2 separate regions of the Sus scrofa genome follow, and region 2 is linked to region 1. Evidence: chromatin contacts called from public Hi-C data. All regions are on one chromosome and are shown on one strand. Each heading gives the region's core, a stretch centred on a gene start, on an enhancer-like site or on the middle of the called end of the contact. The rest is flanking DNA. Distances are from core to core; before and after follow the strand shown. Region 1 holds the start of PPP4R1 (serine/threonine-protein phosphatase 4 regulatory subunit 1). Region 2 overlaps RAB31 (ras-related protein Rab-31).

The links. Hi-C and Micro-C count contacts between places; a contact is called where the count stands out from the background.
Region 2: a contact with region 1 is called in a Hi-C map of alveolar macrophages, with 2.7 times the contacts expected there. The contact joins the enhancer-like site here to the promoter of PPP4R1 in region 1. A contact is called at or near these places in 2 of 5 promoter capture datasets (fetal liver and liver), 14 of 47 Hi-C or Micro-C datasets (alveolar macrophages, blood, brain and 10 more) and 2 of 2 datasets of contacts at active chromatin or transcription factors (alveolar macrophages and skeletal muscle).

Annotation. Positions count from the first base shown.
Region 1 is chr6:98,460,277-98,464,787 of Sscrofa11.1, forward strand. It overlaps PPP4R1 (serine/threonine-protein phosphatase 4 regulatory subunit 1), which reads left to right and starts at 2,557. Exons shown (of 20, transcript XM_021096060.1): 1 at 2,557-2,674; 2 at 2,766-2,810. The coding sequence starts at 2,668.
Region 2 is chr6:98,363,237-98,367,747 of Sscrofa11.1, forward strand. The region is part of intron 1 of RAB31 (ras-related protein Rab-31); the gene reads right to left. Among named protein-coding and RNA genes, the nearest start is that of RAB31, 20 kb to the right of the region's middle. Within about 2 kb of position 1,920, at least 11 of the 83 cell types and tissues checked have an H3K27ac peak or open chromatin away from gene starts, as enhancers often do. A contact at or near this core is called in alveolar macrophages, liver and retroperitoneal adipose tissue, where this site is marked.

The sequences.
Region 1 (4,511 bases), core at 1,307-3,806:
ACCATTTCCGAGGCTCCTTGGCTACTAATAAAAGTTTTCACTATCAGTTGAAAGAGGATTTATTCTGAAAAACTCAGGCCTTCGTACCACATAGTTGGATGATACTTTTTAAAGCAGTGACTCATGGCATTCCCTCTAGTTTACAGATTTCAGTGGCAGATTGTGGGGAAGGGGGGTTGTGCTCTGACCACTAACAGCACAACTGGCATCCATAGGCTACATTAAAAGTGCCAATGGGGTAGGAATGTGTAGAATAATAATTGCTATTCTTGGTTCAAATATCTTTTTTTTTTTTTTTTCTTTTTAGGGCCGCAGCCATGGCACATGGATGTTCCCAGTCTACATCACAGCCACAGCAACTCAGGATCCAAAACCCCTCTGTGACCTACACCACAGCTCACGGCAACACTGGATCCTTTACCCCCCTGAGTAAGGCCAGGAACAGAACCCACATCCTCATGGATACTAGTCGGGTTCATTACCGCTGAACCACTATGGGAACTCCTCAAATATCATTATTATTATTATTATTTTGCTTTTTAGGGCTGCACCCACGACATATGGAGGTTCCCAAGCTAGGGGTCTAATTGGTGCTACAGCTGCTGGCCTAGGCCACAGCCACAGCAACGCAGGATCCAAGCCGTGTCTGCAACCTACACCCCAGCTCACGGCAGTGCTGGATCCTTAACCCACTGAGCAAGGCCAGGAATTGAACCCACAACCTCATGGTTGCTAGTCGGATTTGCTTCCGCTGCGCCATGACAGGAACACCTCAAATATCATTTTTTTTATGAGGAGGAAACAGTGCCTTTTAGAGAGTAAATACTGGTTTAAAAAACATTTCTTGTATCTCTGAGAAAGGACTAGAGGGTGAACAAAAATCAAATGTAAAAATCGTGCCTATGCCGAAAACTGTAAGGATGCCCCATTGAAATGTCTGAAAACCAAGCTGCCTCCAGGGACCAGCTGTAACATGTGGTGCAGGTAAGATGATAACTAGATGCACAGCTCCTGAACAATATGGACAAAATTACACACCTTCCTCCCTGCTGCCAATGCAGAGAAAGTGAGATAAAACACAGTGAGGCAAAAGCAGGGTTAGCCGTTCTGCATCCCTGGCTAACACTGGGTATGTAACCTCTACTTCAGCACAATCATTGAGAATTAGAAGTCTGCCTTTACTGGGTAGACCATCCAGATAGTTTCCTTATTTTTGTGTGTCCAGGAGCTGAAGCATAGTTGGCGACCTGGATCTTGTGTTGTTGCAAGGAGATCACCGCTTCGTGTAAAGAGCCAAATCCTGTGCCTGCCCCCCTCCACCCGGAATTGTTAAAGTGGTAGGTGTCATTGGGCAAAATGCTTACAGGCTGAGTCAATTGATAGCCTGTGAATTTCTAACTCCTTGTCATTTTGAGAATTAGTGTCACCTGAATTCAGGGAAGGGCCTTCTCTCAGGGAAGAAATGGGTCGTGACAGTTTGGCTCTTAGTTTTAATTACTCTGTATTTGAGAAAATAAGACACACAACTAGACTCGTAGGTGCTATTCCAGTTATTATTACTCCCAGAAACTTAACATATACTATGCAACATGCATTCCATCTTGTAGCATCTGCGAGGCAAGTTTTTGGAACAGCTAGTAGAATCCACTTTATTACACAGAATCATGAATTTCAGAGGGTCTTTAACGGCATTAAATGTAATAGTGCCCTTGGTTAAGGCCACAGTGCAGACCATTTGGAATTCTCTCTGCTCCCCAGGAGTCCAGACCCCCAACGTGGCATCACTTTAAACTGGCCTGTTCCGAAAACTGTAAGGATGCCTCATTGTTTTGTTCCCCACTCAGGAGCTGAGCCTTTCCGAGGCCTCGAGTGGAAGAGGTCGTACTCGTCATTTAACTCATGTAAAAACAAGGGAAAATAAAACCTGTGATACAGGTTTCACTCCAGCACCTCATATACCACCAAAATTGTTTCAACACTTTCAGGATAAAAGCTACAGCTAGAAAGAAGCCTTTCCTCCTGCACCGGCGGAGGTCAGGGACCCTACGCTCGGACCCAGCTGTCCCTCATTCATCCTAGTAACCCCAGGTCGGGGATCGCCCTTACTTCCGCCCCGCGCGCGCCCGCCGCCCAGGGGGCGGAACCGGCCTGAGCCCAGCCGCCCCGCCGCGCCTGGCCCTCGGCGGCTTTGTTCGCGCTTCCCGGCTCCGAAGTGCCCCGGTCTCGGCCGGAGCAGAGGCCGCGCGCGCAGCCGCCAGGGCGGGGTGTGTGTGTGTGTGTGTCTGTGTGTGTATAGAGTGGCGGCCGGGCTGAGCCCCGCCGACCGAACTGGCGGCGCCGTGACCCAACAAAGCGTGCGGCGCGAGGCCCCGCCCGCCCCGGTCGCCCGGCCCAGCACTCGGCGCGGGCCCCCGGCGGCGGCAACGACGCCCGACCGCACGCGGTACCGCGGCGGGCCGAGCCGAGAGCGCGCCGGCGGGGCGGCCGGGAGCGAGCCAGGCGGGAGGCGGGCCGGCGCGCGGGCAGGGGCGGCCGGGTCCGCCCGCCGCGCTCGGCCCGCCCCGCGCGCCCCCGCGGCACCGCCTCCCGCGCGCGTCCACCGGCCGCCGCGCGCGCCGCGCTGTAGCCCCGGTCCCCGGGCGACGGCGGAGGAGGGGGCGCCGCAAGATGGCGGGTACGGGCCCCGCGGCGGGGCGGCGGGCGGGGGGCGCGGGCCGGGGGCGGCGGGCGGCGGGCTGACGGCTTTCTTCTTTCCCTCGGCGCAGACCTGTCGCTGCTCCAGGAGGACCTGCAGGAGGACGCGGACGGATGTGAGTGCGCGCCGGCCTCGGGGCGGGGGGCTGGCGGGCGGTGGGGTCCAGAGGCCGATCCCGGCGCGGCGGCGGCTGTGGGGACGCCCGGCCCCCGGCCCTCGGTCCCCGGCCCGGCTCGGAGGGGGCGGCTCGGCGGCCGGGCGGGAGCACCGGCGGGCGGAAGCCGGGGCAGGCGGGCGCCCGGGAGCCTCCGCGGCCCCTCCCGGGCCAGAGGGCTGGGACCGTGGACAGGGTCTGGGCGCCTCCCGCGCGGAGCGGCACCGCACGCCGGAGACCCGCAGTCTCCCGGCGCCGGGGTCCGGGGGCCGGGAAGGTGGAAGGTGTGGCCTGGCGGGAGGGGCCGCTTTCCCCGCCGCGTTCCTAGGGTGCGCGGTTCGCACGGCGCCAGGCCTTCTTGAACACTCAGATGTCTGCTTTCTTGGAGATGCTCAAGTTTTCACAGTCGATTCTTTGGCTGAAAGGAAAACAAAACAAAGTTTGACATTTCCAGAGTAGCGTCAGAAAGGACTTGTTCATTTCGTGTGTGCTCTTCTGAGAACACAGAATAATTTGGAAATTGTCCTTGAGTTGCAGAGATAACCGCGGTAGAATTTGTGGTGTGTTCGGGCAGAGCTGAGATTTACTGTGGCTACTGTCGATGTAAGTAATACAGAGGTGGCTGCACTTTGAAATAGCTCTTTTAAATGCCGTGTAGTTAATCTTTTTTTGCATTGTGTAATGTGTCCCTTGCCACAAATAAGCTCAATTTTTAAAGACTGGGTGTTTTGAGTGAAGTGAGGGCGATTTACTCTTTAGAAGGATTCCTTAAAAAGAGTATTTTTTTTTAAGTGAGTGAACCATATGTAAACTTATTTTTGGCAAAATATAAGTTTACTTTTTTTTTTTTAAGTAACGAGCTCTTTTAAGGGAGCAGCGCTCAGGTAGTTAAAGACAACTTTTACATTTCCTGTGATGTTTTACCCTAGGACACTTGTCTCCCTCCTAGTGACCTTAAAATGTTAAGGTAGCTATTGGTTTTTTGCACAGTTAGGCTTGAAGACGTGGCTCTGATGAGGCAGGGGCGTCTCATGCTTATATTCAGGTTCAAGGTTTTGTAAATAGAAAACACATTCCTTCAGCAGGTGTTAAGGGCTGTCACTCATTTCTTACCACTTAGGTGCCATGCATTCGTCAAGGTTAAAAAGTGAGCTGTCCTGTTAGTTGTGCCCTTGACCCTTAGGGAACGCAACCTAGAAGAGAAGCCATACCTGTGAAGAACTCAACCATGATTTATTCATGACCCTCCAGAGTTCTGCTTGGTACTGAGGATCTACCAGTGGGCAGGATGGTCACAATCCATGCCCTCTAGTGGTTTACACGCAGTTTTAATACAAGTGTGATAATGAGGGTGTGGGGGCATGCTCGCACAGTAGTTGTTAGACGGCTCAGAGGCCAGACTGCTTTCCTCCAGTCTTCATGTCGCCCCTTTGGACAGACTCGGGCAACTCACTGAACTTCCCTGTGCCCTTATGTTGCCGTTTTTAGATTAGTGTAATTACTATTACCCACAGTCTAGGGTTGTTTAGAGCCTTGCACAAATAAATGCATATAAAACACTTAGAATAGTGGCTGGTAGATGGTGACTATTGCTTGTTTGTTGTCCCCCCCCCTTTTTTTTTTTCGCTTTTTAGGGCCATATCCTCCACATAAGGAAGTTCC
Region 2 (4,511 bases), core at 670-3,169, 98 kb before region 1:
GGACCAGGAGGGCCTTCGGAAGCAACTTGGGTGAAGGGAGTCAGAAGATACAAACTTCCAGGTGTAAGATATACACGTCCTTGGGGACGAAGCATGCAGCATGGGGACCAGACTTAACAACATTGTATTGTATATTTACAAGTCTATAAGAGTATGCCTTAAAAGTTCCCATCACAAGAAAAAAACATTGTCTAACTATGTGAGGCCATGGATATTAACTAGACTTATGCGGTGATCATTTCACAACATATACGAATGTCAAATCATTACGTTGTATACCTGAAACTAATATAATGTTCTATGCCAATTACTTCTCAAAAAAGAAAAAAGATCAAAGCAAAAAAAGAAAAAAAAAGAACTTGGTAAGGTTTTCATAGAAATAAAAATGCATTTATTATGCAAATGTATGCTGCATGATCCTAATAAAATAATGTTCAATTTTCAAAAAGATTGAACAAAATGTTAGATTTATTTCATATTGGTAGAGATAACTTAACCTAACTAGAATATGGGCAAAGTGAAAATAGAATTCTTTTCAAAAAAAGAAAAAAAAAAAAAAGCTAGGGAGGAAAAAGTCCAGAGCTAAGAAATCTCAAAGTGAGGAGTTCCCACTGTGGCACAACAGGATCAGCGGATTGATAGCACCTCTGCAGCACCAGGATGCAGGTTCAATCCCCAGCCCGGCACAGTAGCTTAAAGGATCCGGTGTTGCCACATCTACAGCATGGGTTACAACGGTGGCTCAAATCTGATGCCTGGCTCAGGAACTCCATATGCCACAGGGTGGTCAAAAATGGAAGGAAAAAAAAACCCTCGAAGTGAAATAATAGACAGTTTCCTACAGCTGAACAACTTTGGTTAATTTCTATATTAAAACATGATTTTGTGCAAATAGGTGTAGATAAATTGATAACAACCCCATAGAGCTGACCACCTTCCTCTTCACGTGATAGGAGGGTAGCAAAGAAAATGTGTAGTGAGTGCTTCTCAAGATAGGAACTGTCCCTTGTATGAGTAACCGAATATTCCCAGAGATACTGTGGGTACCTACATGCAGTATGAGCATGCCCATAAAGCCTGAGCCCCAGACTGCTCATCTATAGAAAATGATGTGTGCATCCTCTGAGAAGTGTGTATTTATTTACAAACTGCACCCATGCAATACTATCCTAAGATATCTTGCAACCTATAAGACATAGTCAGAAACAGAAATTTTAGAAGAACGATCCATCTATCAGCACCATCTCAACACTGTTTGGCCAAACACAGAAATCTCTGGATGCTGAGGCTGGCGCAAGCTGCCTGCACACCCCTCAGATTTCACATTTCTGCTCATGCCGTTGTCACAGACTTAAAATCAGTACTTGCCAGCACTGGGGGAAAGGACTCTCTGTATCCCTCACGAAAGGCTGGGAAACCCAGGCACCAAGCCCCCAAAGTAAGAACCACCGTGTGAAGTGGAGGCTGGAGGCAGCCACTATACAAATCCCTGCACTGGAAATGAGAAGCAGCTGTGTGGAGAGCAATTAAGCCAAGCAGCCCAAGGACTAGGCATTCAGGCACATCCCCTCTCTTCCCCAGGCTCAGCCACACCGGGCTTTGGGTTCCATGGATACCCTGTATTTTTATTTTTTGGCTGGGTCTGGGGCATGCTGGAACTTCCTGATGGCCACCAGAAGCATAGGGGCTACCCATCCAAAGCCTGACCCCCAGGAGGAAACACCCATAAGGATTTTATAGCTGAGCCCAGTGGTATCACATCATCTCCACGCTCTGGGCTTTGCCATCACTTCATCACACTCACTTTTTTTTTTTTTTGGCAGGCAGTTATGTCCAAACCATAACGTGATAATGTGCTGCTTTATGACTGTAGCTGAAGAGCCATTCAGCAAAGAAAGCCTGGAAAAGATTGCCTGATGGCTGGGCCTGGCCAACAGCAAAGTCCAGCTGCCTCCGGCTTAAGCACCCCAAGCATCGCCTTGGCCACTCACTGACCTCGGGTGCATTGCATCTGCATCCTGGGCCACAGTCATGGTTTAAAGGTCATTCCTACATGTGCACTAGGAATCTAAGGGACAGAAAGCTCTGTGCTCTCTAAGTTGTCAGAGGATGTCCATTTCTATATTCCAGCTTTACAAATATACAACTGATTGACTTGATTAAAAAAAAATCAAGGAAGAAAAATAAATGTACAAGGAAAGAAGATTCCTTGTTCCAGGAGTGAAATCATCATTCTGGTTTCAATTTGGACCCTTCTGTCTGTTCGTGTTCCGGCCCTGGGGACCTACAATGCACTGCCCCCGCCTCCCCCGCAGAATTCTCGCTCAAGCAGGAAGATTGCAGTTCGACTGAGGCAACCAGGCCAGAAGTTTACAGATAATCCGGTCAGATGAAGCAAAGGAAGTGTGTTTCTTCACTCCGTGGTTGGGACAACTTCGGGGTCAGGAATGGGATTGCAGAACTTCTCCGACCTCAGAGTACCAACTTCTGCCACACCGTGATCTGACCATGTGACCTGAGCAGCTAATTTCACACTTCAGTGTCCTACCCCTACAGCAGGCAACTTACCCAAACTGGCATAAAAGCAACTTTCCCAAGCATCACAGGCTAGCGAAAACACACTTGTAAAGTGTGCCTGCGCTGACCCTTATTTTGTCTGTCTGCCTCTCTCCCAGAAAAGGATGAGGATCTTTAAGAAGGAGTTTCCAAATCCCAGAGCATGCCAAGCCTGCATTTTTACGAGAAGGGATCCCCTTCTGCTAAATGCATCTAAATGGCAAACTGCATCTTTCTAGCATCCAGGAACAGAGGGTCAGCCAGGACACACAGACGGCAGCAGCATCCTGTCATTCTGATGACCAAAGGAAAAAAATTTGGAGCTTGTGTTCTCTATGACATTTAACCTTGAGTTTAGATCCAACCAAGCCAGCTTGATGTTTACACTTCCTCAGAATGGTAGCCACAGGCTGGCCGGCACCACTGAACTCTCCGTTTGCTCCTTCTCTGAAAAAATCAAAACACAAACCCCTAGGGCTGTTCCCGCAATATTCCCCATCAGATAACAGCAGGAACTCAGAGTGCCCTGCGCCTACCCTCAGACCTCAGACCTTTGGGCTGGCTACCAGCTGCGGTTCAGTCTGGACCACGGCTGGGGAGACACAAAAAGGAAGGAATGAACGGAGAGGACCCAGGCGCCTGGGGCTCAGGGGCTTCCTCAGCCACCCCTTGATCCTGGGACCCAGTCACTGCATGGCAGGGCAGGCAGAGGACACCCACAAAGTGTCTGTGTTTCTCCACCATGTGGCATCCCTGAGGGACAGCAAGGACCCAACTCCCCTACAGGAGACAAGAAGAGTCTCAGATTTCTTTCTGTGTGCACACCACGCCACAGAAAATATGCACACAATCTTTTCCTTGCTCATAGATCAAAATCTGACAGCCACTCTTGGGAATCATTTTGCAAACCTTAATCATAATTGTTTGGAGTTCCCTGATGGCCTAGAGGTTAAGGATGCAGTGCAGTCATTGCTGTGTCGGGAGTTTGATGTCTGGCCTGGGAACTTCTGCATACTGTGGGAGGGGCCAAAAAAACAAGAAACCATAACCAAGAAACTGTTTCAAGCTGCTCTTTAAAAAAAATCATAATTGTTTTACCCTATCTGAGTTTTGCCCTATCTCTTTGAATTGGAGGACAATATGAAAAGAAAGCTTCAGAGTTCCCATCATGGCTCAGTGGAAACAAATCTGACTAGCATCCATGAGGACACAGGTTCAATACCTGGCCTTGCTTGGTGGGTTAAGAATCCGGCGTTGCTGTGAGCTGTAGTGTAGGTCACAGACATGGCTCGGATCTGGTGTAGGCTGGCGGCTACAGCTCTGATTTGACCCCTAGCCTGGGAACCTCCACATGCCGTGGGTGCAGCCCTAAAAAGACATAAAAAGAAGAAAAAAAAAAGAAAGAGAGAGAAAGAAAGGTCCAATTAGCTCAGAGACCCCAAGAGGTCACAGCACAGAGTGTGAGACACACAGGATACACACCTGAGGGAACAGGATGATGAAGGAGGAACAGAAAATAACAGTCAGGGTACACGGAGGACACCCTAAGTAACAATAACCCCAGCTCTCCCACAAACTGACTGCCCGCTGGAGCAGAACTGTGGTGCTCAGAGTGTGGGTTTGGGGTCACATGCCAGCAGAGACAATTTTAGTTCTTTTTCAGTCGGGATGACTTGCCTAACTGCACTGACTAGAGTCCCCAGTACAATGTTGAAGAGCGGTGGTGGAAGTGGGCATCCTTGTCTTGTTCCTGACCTTAGGAGGAACGCTTTCAGTCTTTCACCATCAAGCCTAACAGTAGCTGTGGGTTTTTCATAGATGTCTTTTATCATGTTGAGGCACTTTCCTTCTATTTCTCTCTCTCTTTTTTGAGTTTTTCCTCATGAAAGGGTGTTGGAATTTCTCAAATGCTTTTTCTGCATTGAGATAACCACGTGGGTTTTTTTTTTTTTCAT